Regions from separate parts of the Mus musculus genome. Here all the other regions are linked to region 3. The links are chromatin contacts, called in public ChIA-PET maps. All regions are on one chromosome and are shown on one strand. Each heading gives the region's core, a stretch centred on a gene start, on an enhancer-like site or on the middle of the called end of the contact. The rest is flanking DNA. Distances are from core to core; before and after follow the strand shown.

Evidence for each region. ChIA-PET counts read pairs in DNA pulled down with a chosen protein or histone mark.
Region 1: a contact with region 3 is called in an RNA polymerase II ChIA-PET map of effector CD8 T cells, with 6 read pairs. The contact joins the promoter of Arhgdib here to the promoter of Dera in region 3. A contact is called at or near these places in 2 of 115 datasets of contacts at active chromatin or transcription factors (effector CD8 T cells and memory CD8 T cells) and 1 of 9 other capture datasets (adipose tissue).
Region 2: a contact with region 3 is called in an RNA polymerase II ChIA-PET map of memory CD8 T cells, with 18 read pairs. The contact joins the promoter of H4f16 here to the promoter of Dera in region 3. A contact is called at or near these places in 4 of 39 promoter capture datasets (the C10 cell line, erythroid cells and liver), 3 of 484 Hi-C or Micro-C datasets (embryonic stem cells and stem cell-derived epiblast-like cells), 6 of 115 datasets of contacts at active chromatin or transcription factors (effector CD8 T cells, embryonic stem cells, epiblast stem cells and 2 more) and 3 of 9 other capture datasets (adipose tissue, embryonic stem cells and macrophages).

What each region holds. Positions count from the first base shown.
Region 1 is chr6:136,940,322-136,943,403 of GRCm38.p6, forward strand. It overlaps Arhgdib (Rho, GDP dissociation inhibitor (GDI) beta), which reads right to left and starts at 1,435. Exons shown (of 6, transcript NM_007486.5): 1 at 1,330-1,435.
Region 2 is chr6:136,802,796-136,805,976 of GRCm38.p6, forward strand. H4f16 (H4 histone 16) reads right to left here and starts at 1,636. Exons shown (of 1, transcript NM_175652.3): 1 at 1,198-1,636. The coding sequence starts at 1,584. The coding sequence ends at 1,273.
Region 3 is chr6:137,753,043-137,756,266 of GRCm38.p6, forward strand. Dera (deoxyribose-phosphate aldolase (putative)) reads left to right here and starts at 1,535. Exons shown (of 9, transcript NM_172733.1): 1 at 1,535-1,596. The coding sequence starts at 1,566.

The DNA of each region.
Region 1 (3,082 bases), core at 185-2,684, 810 kb before region 3:
AACTCTGCTGTTCTGAGCTTCCAGTGGAAACCAAACTGTGCGCGGCTGAGCAAAGCCTGTCTCCCTGGGACAGACCCACACTCTCCAAAATGGTGAAGGACCAAATTCCGAGGGCAAGAAGATGCCCATGAGGTTTAGGCCGGCTAGTCATGGTTGTTTCTCACTGGCAGAGTGTGGGCCACGTGGAAGGAGAGTTGATCATGTTCTATCAGAAACCTGAAGGACTCACAAAAGAATAAGCTCATTTTGTCAGTAAACTTGCACTGTGTTTGAAACGGGCAGGGGTACACTCTTAGAAATGCCACAGAGAGAAATGGCACCTGTTGGTGACAAATTCCCAGCCAGCAGGTCACCGCTGATCTCTTCTTGAGTTCTCATGTGGGGAACCCAGTGTGCTAAGCCTGACTTCAGAAGGCTCTTAGTGTCTTTGTGAAGGGGTGGTTTGGGGGCCTTCCTGTAAGAGTCTGACTCCCTCACCGCCTAGTGAAAAACTACTCAGAGCTTCTCAGACCCATGCTACAGTTACCCAAAATGGGGCATTTAGCACTTGCTGACTGGAAAACCTGAGAAAGAGAGGAGAGCATACCAAGTGATGCCTAGAGCCCTTCTAGCAAGGCCAAAGTTCAGACCACGACAGCTGGAAGGCCCACCGACCACGTTTATAGCTGGGCCCACGCAGACTCTCCTAGTGCCTCTCCCACAGTTTTCTCCACATCTTCTGGGTCTGCATCAGTTCCCCTTGATGTGGAGGGCTGCTTTGTTTTTTGGCAGTCACAGTGAATATCTTCCTGCCCAGCCCACTGCAGGAATTTAATTCCCCTGGTTTTTGCTAAGGGCTTAGCATTTGACAGCTCTGCACCATATTTTCTCTCCTTTCAAACAGTCTCTTTAAAGTGTGCTCAAAAACAGGAAACCACACATCTCCACCCCAGCACAAGCCGCCATCCACAGCACAGTCAGTATCAGAGGTAGGGTTTTCCTTTTCCTGAGCGCAGCCAAATTCCAGCTCCTGCCTAGCAAGGAAACCACCCAGTGCTGCCCCCCACTCCGCCCCCATTCCAGGTATCCCCAGAGCCCTTCTCTAGAACATTCTGGTAGCAGGGTACTCTCTCCTACCTCCTTCAGCTTGTCTCCCCTTCTCAGGGCTGACTTCCCCTTTTCTGCTCCAGCAATCTCTTTAGCACTTTCTTATCATGAAGTTCGGTTTAAAGAACCGCCCTTCCTAAGAACAGCAACAGCTCCTCTGGCAAGGGCAGTAGGGTGGTTCTGAGATTTCCTACAGGACTCTGCGCCCACCTGCAGCCTCCCCACCTCAGGCATTCAACTTACATTCCAGGCTCCAGTCGGCCCTGTGTCTCTGGAGGTTACCTCTGTCTCTCAACTCTGACTGAGGACTGGCAGAACAGGAAGGAAGTTGAGAGAGAGAGAGAGAGAGAGAGAGAGAGAGAGAGAGAGAGAGAGAGAGAAGAGGAAAAAATGTTTTAAACCTACTTGACAAGGAAACCCTGGGCTGTCTCGATATCCTGCTCTGCCTATCTTCCGATCAGCCGTCTGAGCAGCATTCTTGACAATTAATGACACATGTGGAGCAAACCAGCCCATGTGACATAGATGCATGAGTGTGCATGCTGGGGGAGGGTCCCTGTAGCTGTGTGTGCTTTCAATGACTGGGTGTGCGTGTCTAAAAGCCATAATCTCGGGGAGAGACATAGGGCCCCTAAACAGAAGTAATAGGCTTTATTGTGTACTACAAACTTCTGCTCCTCTAAGGCTCCTGTCAGCTTTCTTTTATTTATAATTCATTTATTTATAGTAAGACAACTTGCTGGTAGGAAATGAGGAGTAGAAATTATGAATGTTAAATGTATATACTGGGTGCTCAATTTAAATAATTTGTCTTCAGACAGAGGGTTTTTTTTTTGAGCTTTATTTATTGGTCCTCATTTGAAGATGTTGCTGTGTATTATTGCACCACAAGCCTTCAAACGAAATAAACAAAAGTAAAAACAAAAGCAAGAACAAACACTGTTGGTTATATCTAGGAATGTAGATTGTAAATGCAGCTTCATTAATTCCTCATCTAACGCAGAAATCTGTGACAATCACATGGATGCTAAAATTGACTTTGCAGCTATTTGAGGAGTGGCTTGTGAATAAATTTAAATGAGAACAAGCTGCCAACACTGTGTGCAGTCCCGTTGGAGACAGGGCTGCGGTGTCTGCGTTTCGATGCTTTCTCTAACTTGCTCCTAAGCTGCGGTCAACAAGGCATGCTCGTTTATACTAACATTTCAATAATCAGTATTTGTATTAATATGCGTAGTGACTGCTACCTCAACCAAGGCACTTGGGGAAAATGGCACTTTTCCTCTCTTCATCCAAATAGGCTGCATGCTCTTCAGTTATTTTGAACGTCGCTGTGAGTTGTGTCTGGTGCTGAGATGTATTCAAATGCTAAGTACTGGCCACCAAGATCTGGTTGTCCCCCAACATCTTCAGTAGACCAAGTGATGCTATGTAAATCTCATTCCCCAATTGAAAACTATTGGCTAGATAAAAGTGGTTACAGCCAATTACCAGGTAGAATAGAGGCAAGTGGGTTTTCAGTTACCAGGATGAGGGTCGCAGGTAGGGACCATGGGAAAAAAGAGAGAAGGAGAGGAAGAAGAGAGGACGAGGAAGGAGAAAGGAAAGAAAGAAAACAGGAGGTCTCCATTAGACATGATGAACCAGGAGTATGTGGCCGTGAAATGCCCCGCCCACCAGGATAGACTGATGGAGCAGAAATAACCTGGGATGTGTGTGGGGGGCGATGGGGGAAGACTCAAACATCAACTACTTGTGGAATCACAGTTTGGAAAGTAGATAGTCCAGTGTATAGAAAAATAGATTAGATGTGACCCCACCCACCCACCCAATAATTGTGCTAAGCTGATTAAATAAACTCATAGGACTTTGCCTTGATTATTTGGGGGCTGTCTGAGTCATATTAATAGACAATAGAATTTAATAAAATTAATTGAGAGACTACATTATGCCCTTAGAGTAAGGAGAACTGGAGTGATCCTGAGACTGGCAGTCA
Region 2 (3,181 bases), core at 386-2,885, 950 kb before region 3:
ATAAAAACCATATAACTGTAACTGAAATATTTCTCAAGACAGAAAAATAAACATCTCATTTTTCACTTGCTTTAAGAAAATGAGTTCACTAGACTAATGGTATCAGTGTTATGTATGCTCAGACTCTAGAAGTGAAGTGTCAGCCCACAGGGGCAGAGAAGACTCTCGCAAAAACAAAAAACAAAACAAAACAAAACAAACAAACAAACAAAAACACCAGTGGCACATAAAACGAGGTTGTGTAAAATCGCACAGAGCAGAGTTCAAATCTAGGCTCCAAAATTTTAGCCTTCGTTGTCTCATCCACAGCTGTACTCACTATCAACACTTAAAATAAATCTGCTGAAAGACCGCACCAAGTTTCTGCCACACAGAAAGCATTGAACACGAGATAACCATATCTTAATGAAATGCCAGGTTCCTGCTCCAGGAACTGTAGGAACAGTCTCCTATTTCTTCAGCCAGTGAGAAGACCCGTAAACATCAGATGTAAAAACCTAGAGATCTGAAAAACAAAACTACCGTTTTGAGTAATGTGTACAGAAAGCCGGTAAGCAGACCTGAGTCCAGGGGCCTAAGGAAGCGACTTCCTGGATCCAGAGTTAAACCCATCTGGGTATGGAGCATCGAATACAAGTACTTTGAAGGAGCAGCAAGGGCTGTGACTAACCTACTCTGAAGACTTAAATGAGACACATATGGTCTGTGGAAGCTGAAACAGAAGGACCACCGAAAGACTTATACCAGCCTGAACTAAATGGTAGACATCCGAGTGCTCCTCTTCCCCCAAACCCACGTGCTTAAGGCAGAGAAACAGCTACAGCTGAGAAAGCCAAGTTTAAGCTACAGGGTGACTTTATTGTGGGGTTCCAAGCCTCCACACCTGCCCTCATTCAGGTCCACTGTCTCTACAGGAGCTTTTTTCCCCTTTTTAGAGCGTCCGCAGAGGCTGCACCCTAGCACTCTGGGGCTGTCAACTCAACAGACACCTAAAAAAACTCATTCACGCAGACCACTCCGCAAGCATTCTGAGCAGGTCCCAGGCGGTAGGCGGGGCCACCAGCCCAAGTCCTCCAATGAAAAAGTGCACCCAGGCAGCTCAATTTGCATACAAGACAAAGCATACCAAATACAAAAAGTAATGAGACGCTCATAACTAGTGAGAACTACAAATGTCCACAGCTCCTTTCTGATGCTTTGTGGGCCCTGAAAAGGGCCTTTGTGGATGGGGGAAGCCGGCCAAGGGAACGGCCTAGGCACAGGAGGGCTCGCTTAGCCGCCGAAGCCGTACAGAGTGCGGCCCTGGCGCTTGAGCGCGTACACCACGTCCATAGCCGTAACCGTCTTGCGCTTGGCGTGCTCGGTGTAGGTGACGGCGTCGCGGATCACATTCTCAAGGAAAACCTTGAGGACACCGCGAGTCTCCTCGTAGATGAGACCCGAGATGCGCTTCACGCCGCCACGCCGAGCCAACCGCCGGATAGCGGGCTTGGTAATGCCCTGGATGTTGTCGCGGAGAACCTTGCGGTGTCGCTTGGCGCCACCTTTCCCCAGACCCTTGCCGCCTTTTCCTCGTCCTGACATATTAGTAAACAACCTAATAAAGAGACAGGAGAAACTACAGTAATCCGCCGCCGAGCAAGAGCTTATATTTCCTGGGAGCGGACCTGATTGAAAACAGCAAGGAGTGGGCGGAGCTCTAGACTCCACCCCCTGGCTCTTTGTGCTCTGCTGTCTCCCAAGAACCATAAAACCCTTTCGGTTCCCTCTCCAAATTCCAGGAACCCTAGCACATTTGAAAGTTTAAATAATATAAGGTAACAATCTATTTCTCCTCTTTTTTTTTTTTAGCACAAATAAAAACGGCGCATCATGCTTGTTATCTTCAGTGCACGCTGATTCGGTATTTTCTAAGCAGCATGCTTGTTTTTACACAACTTTAATGTGAAAATGAAAAGAAGCTAGCAATAGAAATCTAGCTTACTAGGTCTTATACCGAAGCAGTTTACATTTTCACGAGAGAGTCTTTTGAGGGGATAGAAGTGTTTTAGTGCCTTTCTTTTGTGGCCACGATAAGAAAATTATGCTAGTTCCCACTTCCTATTTGGTTTCAACTGTTTCTGCAGTGTATGGATTTTCTGCTCCTGCATTGCAAACACATTGGTATTCGCTTTTCAGCCAATTGTTCCTATAGTTACTTAGCTGAACTATTGTAACTTGTCATTTAGATCCGAGGTCCTTGTTGCTTGCGTTTAAAAGAGACCTGGTGACTCACATCTGTAATTTAGGCTCTCCGGAGGCTGAGGCAGGATTGCCAAGAGCTGGGGCCAGCCTAGGCTAGACAGACTCAAATACATTTCCCCTCCTCCCCACTCAAATAGCTTGTAAAGTACCAGAAGTCAAAAGCATGACTCCGAATAACAGGACTGTCCTTAAGTTTGTTTCGTTTTTAAAGACAGCAGGTTTTGGGCTGGAGAGATGGCTCAGTGGTGAAGAGCACTGACTGCTCTTCTGAAGGTCCTGAGTTCAAATTCCAGCAACCACATGGTGGCTCACAACCACCTGTAATGAGAACTGATGCCCTCTTCTGGTGTGTCTGAAGATAGCTACAGTGTACTTACATATAATAAATAAATAAATCTTAAAAAAAAAGAAAAAGGCAGCAGGATAAATGCGTTTAGTTTGTAGTACTTTACAATTCCCATTAGTTCCACAACTCAAACAGCATTTCATTTGTTTGTCCCCTCCCTGTCTCTTAGAGATTGAGCTCTAGGATAGCTGGAGGGGGAAGAAGCCTTAATCATTGAATTTTACCTCATGATTTTAAATCCCTTGCTCTTCAGAATTCTTACCAAAATGAAAGCTGCTGCCAGAATACTTATTCAAATTTGTAAAACTGTGTGTCAACAAACAAACAAACAATCAACAACAACACACACAAAAAAAAGAGAGAAAAGCAAAAAGAAAGCAAAGAGACCTTTCCATAAACATACATTTAAGATGGTTTACAGAAGATATTCTAGAGCTTTCTTCCCCAAAACTGCACCAGAGGTTTCCATACACATTGACTTAGAATATATAACCTATCGAATGCTTAGGAGCATTAGATAGTATATGAAAGTCAGCTGTTAGGTGGTACAGCCAGGATTCTGAGGAAGTTGGCTCCGGGATACCTCCTTGA
Region 3 (3,224 bases), core at 285-2,784:
ACCTATTTTGATCACCCAGTTTTGCAGTAAGTAGACTTATGTCCTAGAACCTTCTAGTCACTAAGAATTGAATTACAAATAGTTTGAGCTCATTAGAGACCTGTTTACCAGATTGCTGCTTAATTCTCAAAATTTGAGTCTCTGGGTATATGTACATCTCTGGCAGGACTTTCCTGAGATGAAAGAACTAGAGCAATTGATTCACTAGAGAAACTTGTAGTTCAGACAAACTTGTAGCTCAGCAGAGATGGTCCATGTGAGTACAGATACAGTGGCTCACCCCCTAGACTGTGAACCTGGAGTAATTCAGAGAAACCAGGCTGAGAAAAATCATCACTGAATCTCAACTTTAGAAAGCAAAGAAATTGTCGCGATCCTTTCTTACAGATAAGGAAAATGAAGTTCACAAAGGCCAGTAGTGTGTCCTAGGTTACATGCTCAATTATTCACAGAACTAAGGCCAGTAGTGTGTCCTAGGTTACATACTCAATTATTCACAGAACTAAGTTAAAAAAATTCTTTTCAGGCCTGAAGAGGGAACTGAGCAGTTGAGAGTGCTTGCGCTTCTTAACACTTAAGTATGGTTCCCAGCTCCTGACTAACTCTTGGTCCAGAGTGGCCTGGCCTGGCCTTTGCACATACCTGAACACATGTGCTATGCACACATATGTGTGTAGACACAAAAATGAAAATACTATATTTTCTAAATGAAAGAAGCTGGACCTTTTATTGAATGTAGCATCTGCCTGTAATCCCAGCAATGGGGATCTGGGGTCTGGGGCAGGAGATTCAACACAGCAACCTCTTGTCCAACCGTGATTACAAAGCAAACTGTCTTAAAAACAAAACGAAAGGGCTGGAGAGATGCTCAGCGGTAAGAGCACTGACTGCTCTTCCAGAAATCCTACGTTCAATTCTCAGCAACCACATGGTGGCTCACAACCATCTGTAATGGCGATCTAATGCCCTCTTTTGGTGTGTCTGAAGACAGCTACAGTGTACTCATATACATAAAATAAATCTTAAAAAAAAAAAAAACAAAAATAAGAAACCGAGTCTTCCTAAGCTTATGTCCTAGCTGCTCTTTCACTGAGTCCAGACTAGAAATTACAGCGCGTTCTAGCTCCTAGACTACCTTGGCTGTCCCCTGAGGGCTCTGGAACACTACCCACAATTCGGGTCCAAGACTACATTGCTCCGCTCATGCAAGAAAGAATCCAGTCCTGCCACTCACATGATCCTACAGCTAAAGTTCCTAAGTCTGATTCTGTCTAGTTCAATTGGCCATGTAAGCATTTAAAAATGGTCTGGGAGACTTCTGGAGCTGGGGAATGCTCAAGTCACAGGCCTGACCTGGAAAGACAGGGAACAGGTAGGGTGATGACCTGGCTGGGCTCCAAGCCCAGGAGCTGGAGAAAAGTTTAAGTGGTACAGGACCGAAGAGGCGTGGCTTTGGTAGGGCGTTGCAAAAGGGGCGTGGCTCTGGGCGGGGACTTGACAGGAAGGAGGAAGGCCAGGCCCGTGTGGCGACCTGGAGCAAGGGTTGGCTTTCAGCGGTGGCCACAATGGCTGCTCACTGCCGGGGCACAGAGCTCGGTAAGGGCCAGCGGGTTGCGCTCCCCTTCGCCAGGTTGGGGGTGGGGGTGCCCAGGGCGATCCCCGGAGGGCGGAGACCTGAACTGAGGCAGAACTCGGGGACAGCCCTGTCGCCAGGCTCTATGCAGTCTTAACCCTTTAAGCGGAAGCAAGGAAGGGTTAATTAGATCTTTGCACTATGTAGCTCTGTGGTCGCAGTAAACCAACCCGAGTGAAAAGCCTGCCGGGTACTTGTGTGCCATTCATTTACTGCCGGACTCACGTAGCCATTCCCAAAGTTGGCTGTGCTGGTGGTCATCGCCGTCTGCTAAAAATGATTTTAAATGCTTAGACAAAATGTTCTTTTTAAAACTATTTTTCACCTTATTGATACTAGTTCAGATATTTCTGGGAAAAAAAATTAAAAGTCTGTAATTCAAACGTAGCAAAAACGTGACTGAGCCAAATGTCAATGACTTAACTTTGCATAATAGATTGTTTGCTTTGTATCCTGGACCCTCTTAGGTGTGTGATTTTGGGTAAATTACTCACTCTGTGCTTATATACCGGCATCTGTAAAGTAGTTATTTATTAGGAAGCTACTTCTGTCTGAAGGTGGTTTGGATAGTGTGAGGAGGGGATACTTGGAGCCGCTGGTATATTTCTCTGCACTTAGTGTTGAATAAGCAACGATAATGAGCGCACTAAGTTCTTTTCATAGGGACTGATTTTGAGTGGCTGTGAGTGATACACAGGGTTACTCTTTTCAGAAGGGACTTGCCAGTCTAGACTTTAGAAGTGTTTAGAATTGCATGCTTGACAGGTAGTCTCTGTACCAGGTTAATGGCACTTTAGTCCCTCTCTCCAACAGAGCCTTACACTTTATCCCTGCAGTGTAAACTTTAGCAGTGACCCTGGAAGATGGACTAAGGGCTGAAGATGAAGCTAGTCTGCATCTTTGTACAAGGTCGAGGATGTAACATAATTCCCCCCCCCCCCCAACAGCTCTTTTAAAGTTTCAAATTTTCCTTTCAGGAGATGCAATTAAGCCAATTTTACTCCCCCCCCCCCCCCCCGCCCCCAGCCCCTAGGTTTCTCTGTGTAGCTCTACACTGTCCTGGAACTCACTCTATAGACCAGGCTGGCCTGGAACTCAGAAATCCACCTGCCTCTGCCTCCCAAGTGCTGGGATTAAAGGCGTACGCCACCACTGTCCGGCCATTTTTACTTTCTTAAAGTGTAAGTCCTGGGCTGGGTGCTATTGCACACACCTGTAACCCCAGCATCAGTTGTGTGTCAGGTTAGCCTGGACTATATAGAAAGAGCTTTCTTAAAAAGCCATCAAAACACTACCTTTCCCGTGTTGCAAAGTAACAGTGTAGACATTAACAGCTGCTATTTAGAGTAATAGTTAATGTGCACTCACACCTCCATGTATAGATTATATTTTCCTTACTGTTCTTGTTATAATCACATAGATTGCAAGAGTTTTTGTGTGCTGTGGTATTAATCCTTAGGCGTGACACAGCTGTAATCTAATCTGCTAAAGTAAATCACGTGAATTATATATGTACTATGAAAAAAATTGTTCTGTATTAATTTCAACATTGCTTTAATTGATGAGTTTTGTGGTTTTTTGCTGATTAAAG